Linked DNA regions of Sus scrofa: region 1 is linked to region 2. A link is a contact called in public promoter capture Hi-C data. All regions are on one chromosome and are shown on one strand. The core of a region is the stretch at or near the end of the contact, and the rest is flanking DNA. Distances in the headings are between cores, read along the strand shown. Region 1 holds the start of CDK3 (cyclin-dependent kinase 3). Region 2 holds the start of RNF157 (RING finger protein 157).

What was found. Promoter capture Hi-C pulls out the DNA fragments that hold promoters and counts their contacts.
Region 1: a promoter capture Hi-C map of fetal liver shows a contact between it and region 2, with 2.6 times the contacts expected there. The contact joins the promoter of CDK3 here to the promoter of RNF157 in region 2. A contact is called at or near these places in 1 of 5 promoter capture datasets (fetal liver) and 1 of 47 Hi-C or Micro-C datasets (liver).

The regions. Positions count from the first base shown.
Region 1 is chr12:5,428,485-5,432,703 of Sscrofa11.1, forward strand. It overlaps CDK3 (cyclin-dependent kinase 3), which reads right to left and starts at 2,490. Exons shown (of 8, transcript XM_003131201.3): 1 at 2,356-2,490; 2 at 1,604-1,758; 3 at 1,220-1,297; 4 at 1,020-1,140; 5 at 751-921; 6 at 564-665; 7 at 71-274. The coding sequence starts at 1,719. TEN1 (CST complex subunit TEN1) reads right to left here. Exons shown (of 4, transcript XM_003131187.4): 4 at 2,458-2,861. The coding sequence ends at 2,740.
Region 2 is chr12:5,224,403-5,228,801 of Sscrofa11.1, forward strand. It overlaps RNF157 (RING finger protein 157), which reads left to right and starts at 1,576. Exons shown (of 19, transcript XM_003357958.4): 1 at 1,576-1,824. The coding sequence starts at 1,737.

The DNA.
Region 1 (4,219 bases), core at 1,240-3,739, 200 kb after region 2:
CGAGGGGACACGTTAGCAGCAGCTGGCGCTCGGAGGTCTTACTTGCCCTCTGCCGTCTCCCTGGACCTACCGTGAGCAGGTCCCTGCCCTCTGGCTCCAGGCTGGGCACGATCTCCTCCAGCCCCTTCCTGGTCCACTTGGGGAAGCTGCCCTTATAGTCAGGCAGCTGGGTGACTCCCGGCCACATGGCTTCACTGGGTGTCCCCAGGGTCCGAAAGATACGAAAGAGCTGGTCAATCTCAGAGTCGCCAGGAAACAGGGCTCTGCGGGTCACCTGGGATGAGGGAGGGAGAAGGCGTGGGGTCTCTTTGCTTGTCGTACAGGGTCCAGGACCAGGAAAGAGGCCTGACCTGGGGGGGTGCCTTCAAGACTCTCTTTCCCAGGGCTGGGCCCCGAGTTCTGGCCTTCTCAGGAAAAAGGCCTGCTGCCTCAGACCTTCCGCCAGTCCCAAACACCCGTTAAGTCTCCTCTAATAGGAGACTCAGAGCACCCCCCCCCCGCCCCCCGCCCCGGGAGGACCCTGCCTGTGGCCTCTCTGTGGCCATGTTTGTCCCTCTCTCTACCATCTCTGCAAAGATGCAGCCAATGCTCCAGACATCCACAGCCGTCGAGTAGAACTTGCAGCCCAGGAGGATCTCGGGGGCCCGATACCAGAGTGTCACCACCTGCGGGGCCAAGAAAACCGCCACCAGTCAGGGTGGCCGAGGGCCCTGGTGACATCCGCCTTCTCCAGACCCTGTCCCACGGTACCTCATGGGTGTAGGTGCGTAGGGGCACCCCGAAGGCTCGGGCCAGCCCGAAGTCAGCCAGCTTGATGGCCCCCAACTCACTGATGAGCAGATTCTGGGGCTTCAGGTCTCGGTGGATGACCCGATGCGAGTGGCAGAAGTTCACCCCCTGCAGCAGCTGGAAGAGGTAGCTCTGGAACAGCGGGCGTGAGAAAGAGCCGGCTGAGCGGACGCAGGGCTGGCTGAGCGGGGCCTGGCTGGTCTTCCCCCCCGACCTCCCGCCCGGGGTACCTTGACCAAGTGCAGGGGGAGCTCGGAGGCTGGGGTGGCGTCCATGTACTTCTTCAGGTCCTGGCTGAGGAACTCAAACACCAGGTAAAGCTTCTTCTCGCTGTGCACCACGTCTAGCAGCCTGGCCGGGGGACGCCCGTCAGCGCGTGGCTGCCAGCCGGGCGGGGACAGGCCCCCTTCCCACTCCTTCCCCGCCGCACCTGACGATGTTGGGGTGCTTAAGCTCTTTGAGCAGGGAGATCTCTCTGATGGCGGTGCTCGGGACCCCTTCGGTCTCCCTGGAGGAGAGGAGGGCACCGCAGTGGGGGCCAGAGCAGAGAAGGGTGCCTCTGTCCCGGAGGGGGTGTCACCTGTGTTCCCAATTCCCTAAGGATAGCGCAACCCCGGCCACAGGGCGCTGTGCTCCTGGCCACTTGCTCGTCACCCCCAGGGGTCCAACGTGGAAGGGCTGTACCTCCGTAGCCGCCCCCCTTGTAACCGGGAGTTGAACATAAAACCCTGAAGTGAGGGACAGGCAGGGGGAGCTCCTGGGGCTGAGGGTCACCCCCGGACGAGGGGGTCTCGGCGGCCGTCCCAGCACTCACAGATCCAGCCTGATCTTCTTGAGGGCCACAAGCTGCCCCGTCTCCTTGTTCTTGGCCTTGTACACCACCCCATAGGTGCCCTCGCCAATCTTCTCCACCTTCTGGAACACGTCCATGGCCGCAGAGCCGCCCTGGAAACAGACGGCGCCTGGGGCCTTCGCCCCCACGCCCAGCACCCCACTGCCTCTCCAGCCTCCACGGCCCCCCGGCCCAGGGCCCCCCATGCTGCGGCCTGTGGCCCCCAGGGCTCACCCTGCTCTGCCTGCCAGGCCGCCCTGGCCTCAGCCCGGCGCCCACCCCGACCCCAGCCCATCCCTGGGGTCCTGGCTTGGAGCGAGGCCGCCCCTGGTCCAGCCCCGGCAGGACAGGAACCCCCAGGCCCCAGGAGGCAGCCGCCCCGAGCCGGCTACGGAGCGCGAGCGGGCCCAAACCTCTCGGCCCCAGCCCCGGCCCCGGGCCCTGCCCGGCCAGGCCTGAGCCTGCGGAGGCAGAAGGTTGCCCAGAGGGGCCGCCCAGGTGGGCCGGGGTCAGCTTGGGGCAGAGGTCAGGGGTCAGGAAGAGCTTCTGAAGCCACAGTCCGGCCCTAGGCCGCACGGCCAGGGTGAGCGGCTGGGCCCGGCCTGTTTGGAGGACACTCAGCCTCCTGGGAGGGTAGAACCTTGGCAAGAGCGGCCCCCCGGCGTCCTGGGACCCCCACCTGGGCCCTGGCACCCCCCAGGGCCCTCCCCTCAGGCGCCCAGCCCAGAATTCACCAGAAACCCTGCGCTCCTGCAGCCTCACTGCGGGCAGGCAGCCGGCTCCGAGGCTCCCCCTCCTGGCCCCTGCTGGCGCTGCACCATGTGCACACACGGCTGGGCCACCACCAGGCTTTATTCACAAGGACCTTCTGGAAGCCTCCAGGACAGCACAGGAAGCCCAGCCCCCGGCACCCCAGAGCCCGGCCTTCTGCGGTGGGGAGGGGTGGTCAGGCTTCAGAGTCTCACACCCCAGGCTCTGGGACAGTTCCGATTAGCAACCCCGCCTCTCTTCTCTCCGGCCCCAGAAAAGGTCATCTCTCCAGGGAAGCTTCTGCATCTTCTCCGCAGCACAGCTGGATCGCAGTCTTGCCAGGAGCTGCCCCCCGCTTTTTTTTTTCCCTACTGGCCTCCGTCCCTCTCTTGCAGGTACTGCCTCTGCTCCCGGATGGCTTGTTCTAACAGAGGTAGATTCATTCCTTCCACGCAAGTCAGCACCCGGGCCTTCACCACGGAGCCTCCACCTGAAAAACACAGACAACAGGAGACAGGTACCCGCCGTGTCGGCACACACTCTGCAGAGGCATTCCAGCCGTTTCTCCTCGACTGGTTTCCCCGTCCTGAGTCTGACCGCGCAGGTATGAAAGATGGATTAAGGGATGTTGGTTTGGTTTTGTTTTTGTCTTTTTGCCTTGTCTAGGGCCACTCCCACAGCACATGGAGGTTCCCAGGCTAAGGGTCTAATCGGAGCTGTAGCCACCGGCCTACACCAGAGCCCCAGCAACTCGGGACCTGAGCCGAGTCTGCGACCTACACCACAGCTCACGGCAACGCTGGATCTTTAACCCCCTGAGCAAGGCCAGGGATTGCACCCGCAACCTCATGGTTCCTAGTCGGATTCGTAACCACTGAGCCACGACGGGAACTCCAAGGGATGTTGGTAAATTGGCCTGCCTCGGCCTCAGAACTGCGGGCCCACCATGCTCTGCAGGCACATGCCTGGAACTTAGGAGCTTGGAAATTCCACTTCTCCAGGGAGGAGGCTCAGAAAAGTGGACCCTCTGCTTCCCTCTGTTGTCATCTTCACTCCTGCCAGCTTCTCTGGAGGTCCCAAATGCCCGGAGCTGAGGAGAGGTCTCAACGACCAGCCTAGTTCTCCATCTGCACCAAGGGAAGGTCCCCTTGGAATCCCAGGGCACACTGGCATTAGAAATTGGGGTAGGGAGTTCCCGTCATGGTGCAGCGGAAATGAATCTGACTAGGAACCATGAGGACGAAGTTTCAATCCCTGGCCTCGCTCAGTGGGTTAAGATCCGGCGTTGCCGTGAGCTGTGGTGTAGGTTGCAGACGCCGCTCGGATCCCGCGTTGCCGTGGCTCTGGCGTAGCCGGTGGGTGCAGCTACGACTGAACCCCTAGCCTGGGAACTTCCCACATGCTGCCAGTAAAGCCCTAAAAAGACAGAAAAAAAAAAAAAAAAAGAAAGAAAGAAAAAAGAAAAGAAGTTGGAGCAGTTGTTCCCACTGTGGTGCAATGGAATTGGCAGCCTCTTGGGAACCCTGGGACGCAGGTTCAATCCCTGGCCCAGCACAGTGGGTTAAAGATTGGGCATTGCCGCAACTGCAGCTCAGATCCGATCTCTGGCCCAAGAACTCCATCTACCACAGGGTGGCAAAGAAAGAAAGAAAAGAAAGAAAGAAAGAAAAGAAAGAAAGAAAAAACGAAAGAAAGGAAGGAAGGAAGGAAGAAAGAAAGGAAGAAAGAAAGAAAGAAATTAGGGCAAAGAGTACCCCACATGCAATCCATCCAAGGGGAGAGCCTCACCTTACAGGGGAAAGTCATTCTGCCCTGAACAGGGGGCTGGGGGCGCTTCTAACGTGCTGT
Region 2 (4,399 bases), core at 326-2,825:
AGACATGTGTTCCTGCCACCCTGGGGAACTTGGAGAAAAACCATGGCAACTGGAGCTGGTTTCTGTGTGTGTGTGTGTGTGTGTGTGTGTGTGTGTGTGTGTGTGTGTGTGTGTGTGTTTAGGGCCACACCCAGGGTATATGGAAGTTCCCAAGCTAGGGGTTAAATCATAGCCACAGCTACAGCCACACCAGATCCGAGCCACATCTGCGACCTGTGCTGCAGCTTGGGGCAACACCAGATCCTTAACCCACTGAGCGAGGCCAGGGATTGAACCTGTATCCTGTGGATACTAGTTTTTACTACTGAACCACAATGGGAACTCCATGGGAGTTGGTATCTTTGCTACTAGGTATGAAGCTGAAAAGAGGGCAATGAAAAATATGAAAGGGAGTTTCCTTTGTGGCTCAGGGGGTTAAGGACCCATTGTTGCCGATGTGAGGATGCAGGTTTGACCCCTGGCCTCGCTCAGTGGGTTAAGGATCTAGAGTTGCCTTGGCCTTGGCATAGACCTCAGCTGCAGCTCCTATTTGACCCCTAGGCCGGGAACTCAAATATGCCACAGGTGCGGCTGTTAAAAACAAGAAAAACACAGAGAATCATCAGGAAAGATGCTCTATGGATGGCTTTAAAAGCTTAATCAAGGGACCTTGACTCCCCAAACTGTACTTGGAACCCCTTGCTGAAAGGTTGCTGAAACCACGTTCTTGAAATTGAAGTTTTCGCAGATCAGTTTACTCTCTCAGGAAAAAGCCCGCCAAAACAGAAATAGCATAAAGGGTTTAAAACACAAATGTCTGCAATTAGGTTTAGAATGAGGTCTTCTGCCTGCCCAGGTGTTCCACGGTTGGTGTGCTCTGGCCCCACTCCAGTTCCCCTGCATTAACGCCCTTCTTCCCAAAGTTTCCCAAAGGTGCGGTCCGAGGGGCCTTGTCTCCTTCTCCTCTTGGGCCGATGGTCTCCCAACTTCAGGGTTACAGGAGCTGCCCAAGGGACCCGTAAACAGAACAAGCATAGAGCTCGGCGCCTTGAAAGGAACTAGGTGAGAGGGATGGCGACGTTTTCCTGGAGGGTCACCGGCACTGACCAGTCTACCCGACCCCTGGGAGCCCCTGAGGGGCTGAGGCGCTCGGGGCGGGAACCCACCCCCACTGCCCGCCTGGGAGGCGGAGGGCGCCCCTCTGCGGGTTTGTGACCATCGGCTTTGGCACATGTCGAGGGACGGGGCTGGAGAGAGCCTCCGCCAGGCGGGGAAGCCGCGTGCGCCTTTCGGATGCTGGGGACCAGGGTGCGCGAACGCCCCTCGAGGAGGCGGCTCCCGCGAGGCCGCCGGAACCGCGCCAGCGGGCTCCGGGGGCGCCGCGTCCTCGGCCCCTCCAGCCCTCGCCGCGCGCCCGGCCGCCGCTCCGCCGCGTCCCGCCGCCCATTGGCTGGCGCCGCGCGGACCCTCCCGCCCCGCCCCGCCATTGGCCGTGGCCGCCGCGGTCCCCGCGCGCGAGCCGCCGCTGACATCACGCGGCCTGAGGCGGCGGCGGCGCCCCCGGCCCAGCCCGCAGCCCCCCTCGGCACAGGCGCCGCCGCGGGGCCCGGCGGAGGATGGTGCGCGGCGCGCCGGGGGCTCCCCGCCGCCAGAGCCGCAGCGCCGAGGCCGAGCGGGCCGCGGCGGGCAGCCGACCCCCGCAGCCGGCGCGGGGCAAGCGGCCGCGGTGAGGCGCGGGCGGCGCGGGCGCAGCGGCCATGGGGGCCCTGACCAGCCGGCAGCACGCGGGCGTCGAGGAGGTGGACATCCCGTCCAATTCCGTGTACCGCTACCCGCCCAAGTCCGGTGAGCGCGGCCCGGGGCTGGGAGGAGGTCGCGAGGCTCCCGCACCGGGACGCCGGGGGGCCGGCGGGCCCAGGGGCCGACGGCGCTGCAGTGCGATCTTGGAGGGTGGGATGTCTAGCAGGAGGCCTGGAGCGGTGCTTTAGGGCCCGGGGCGGTCGCGAGGGTGGGCAGCCCCTCCGCCGGGGGACGCGGGCGGCCCGGACGCAATGCGTCCTGTGACAGAGACGTGCGCTGGGGAGACTGCGGCTCCCGAGGGGCGGGGTGCCTCGTTGCAGGCCAGGTCCCCGCCGTCCGCAGCACGGAGTCCGCTCCTTCCCGCCCGGGTCCCCGTTCCCCTCGGGGGGCTGCGGGTTGGGGGAGGCGGGCTCGGCGTCCGAAGCAGGCACCTGTGCTGGGTGCTGGCACAGGTCAGCACATCCAGGCCTCCGGTGAGGGAGGGACAGGCGCAGGTTTGAATGAGGTTTCTCCAGGGAAAGCTGCCACTGCCTGCTGGAGGGTGGAGGCCGAAAATGCCTTTTCCGTGGTGCTGATGCTTTTCGAGAGGCTGTCGGAAGAACAAGGGTGTCGAACAGAAATATTGGGGGCTCTACGTAGCAGAGTCACTCGGGTTGTTACTTGGCTGGAGGAGTGACAAGCCTGCTTTTTGGAATGAGGATGGCTCTGGGACAGGGCACAGCTATTTAAAATGTAGAGAAGGATTCTCTTTGTTTTTAGAATCATTAAAGGGATAAATGTCTCAGCCTCTGGTTTGTAGCATAAATATTGGAGCTGGGGGAGGATTTTGACAGCACAAGAGGATCACATCAAGGACTTACTGTGTCGTACAGGGAACTTGACTCAGGATTTTGTAATAACCTTTAAGGGAAAAGATTCTGGAAAAAATATATATACATATATTATTAAACTATATGTATATCTATATTATATCTATATAAAATCGAACCACTGCTGTACACCTGAAACTAACACGATATTGTAAATCAATTATACTTCAATTTAAAAGTTAAAAACATTGAAGAATAACTAAAAACAAAAAAGAGAAGAAAAGAACTAGCCAATTCCGAACTGCTGGCACATGACCTAACTCTCTGCTCTTCATTTTTCATTGCTTTTCTCAAGACTCCTGGGGACTCATGGCTCCCATCTTCTCTTTGGCTTAGGACCCAAGGAGGATTTTCATGATCTTGGAGAGAGATCAGAACTGCAGCGGTAGAATAAAGACATGCTAATGAGAGGAGCTGGTTTCTCAGCGGTGTGTCCGGTTTGTGCCAGGTGAAAGCAGGGACCAGACAATGAACCTGCCCCCTGCAGGGTGTGGGCCGGAGCTGTGTTGCTCGCTGCTTTTGTGCCAGAGAATGAATCCTTGCAGAGATGAATATGCTTTAGGACAGGCCAAGATAAAGCCATGGGTCCTTAGTGTTTTAATAAAACGCCGGTTGAATTATGACTGTATGAAACCAGTGCTCAGGAAAGCATGCGTCTTGCTTTTCCATAGACACAAGAATCTGTGGATTTTTCTTTTCTGAAATCACTGCGCTTTTATCGATCAGAATATGGAGTGTGTTTTGCTGAGCTTAGGGGTTTCAGTAAAGGTTGCCTCCTCAGAAGGGTGTGCACCACTCCTCACAGATGGGAGTAAGCACGGGTATTTCACTGGGAGGCTGGTCCCCAGAGGATATTAATACAAGTATGAATCTTGGATGATAGTAGTGAAAGGGTAACGGACCAAAACTAAAACTTTTCTTAACCAGCACTGTCACTTCAGTGCCTATGGCCGTAAATTGTCCTTTCTACTCTACCAGTCTTTTAAGTTTTATCTAACGGGAAGTTGTTTTAAAAATTATTATTGGAGTTCCCGTCGTGGTGCAGTGGTTAATGAATCCGACTGGGAACCATGAGGTTGCGGGTTCGGTCCCTGGCCTTGCTCAGTGGGTTACGGATCCGGTGTTGCTGTGAGCTGTGGTGTAGGTCGCAGACACGGCTCGGATCCCGTGTTGCTGCGGCTCTGGTGAAGGCCGGCGGCTACAGCTCTGATTCGACCCCTAGCCTGGGAACCTCTATATGCTGCGGGAGCGGCCCAAAGAAATAGCAAAAAGACAAAAAAAAAAAAAAAAATCTCACAAATTCACACTCAGGGTCAGAATCACATTCAATATATACAGAATTTGAATAAAAAGATAATTTAAAAAAATTATTATTGCTTTTTTTGGAGTTCCCATCATGGTGCAGTGGAAACAAATCTGACTGGGAACCATGAGGTTGCTGGTTCAATCCCTGGCCTTGCTCAGTGGGTTAAGTATCCAGCGTTGCCGGGAGCTGTGGTGTAGGTCGCAGACGTGGCTCGGATCTGGCGTGGCTGTGGCTCTGGCGTAGGCCGGCAGCAACAGCTCCGATTGGACCCCTAGCCTGGGAACCTTCATATGCCACGGGTGCGGCCCTAAAAAGGACAATTTAAAAAACCAAAAAAAAAAATTATTTTTATTATTATTTTTGGCTTTTTAGGGCCACACCCAAGGCCTATGGAAGTTCCTAGGCTAGGGGGCCAATCAGAGCTACAGCTGCCTGCCTACACCAC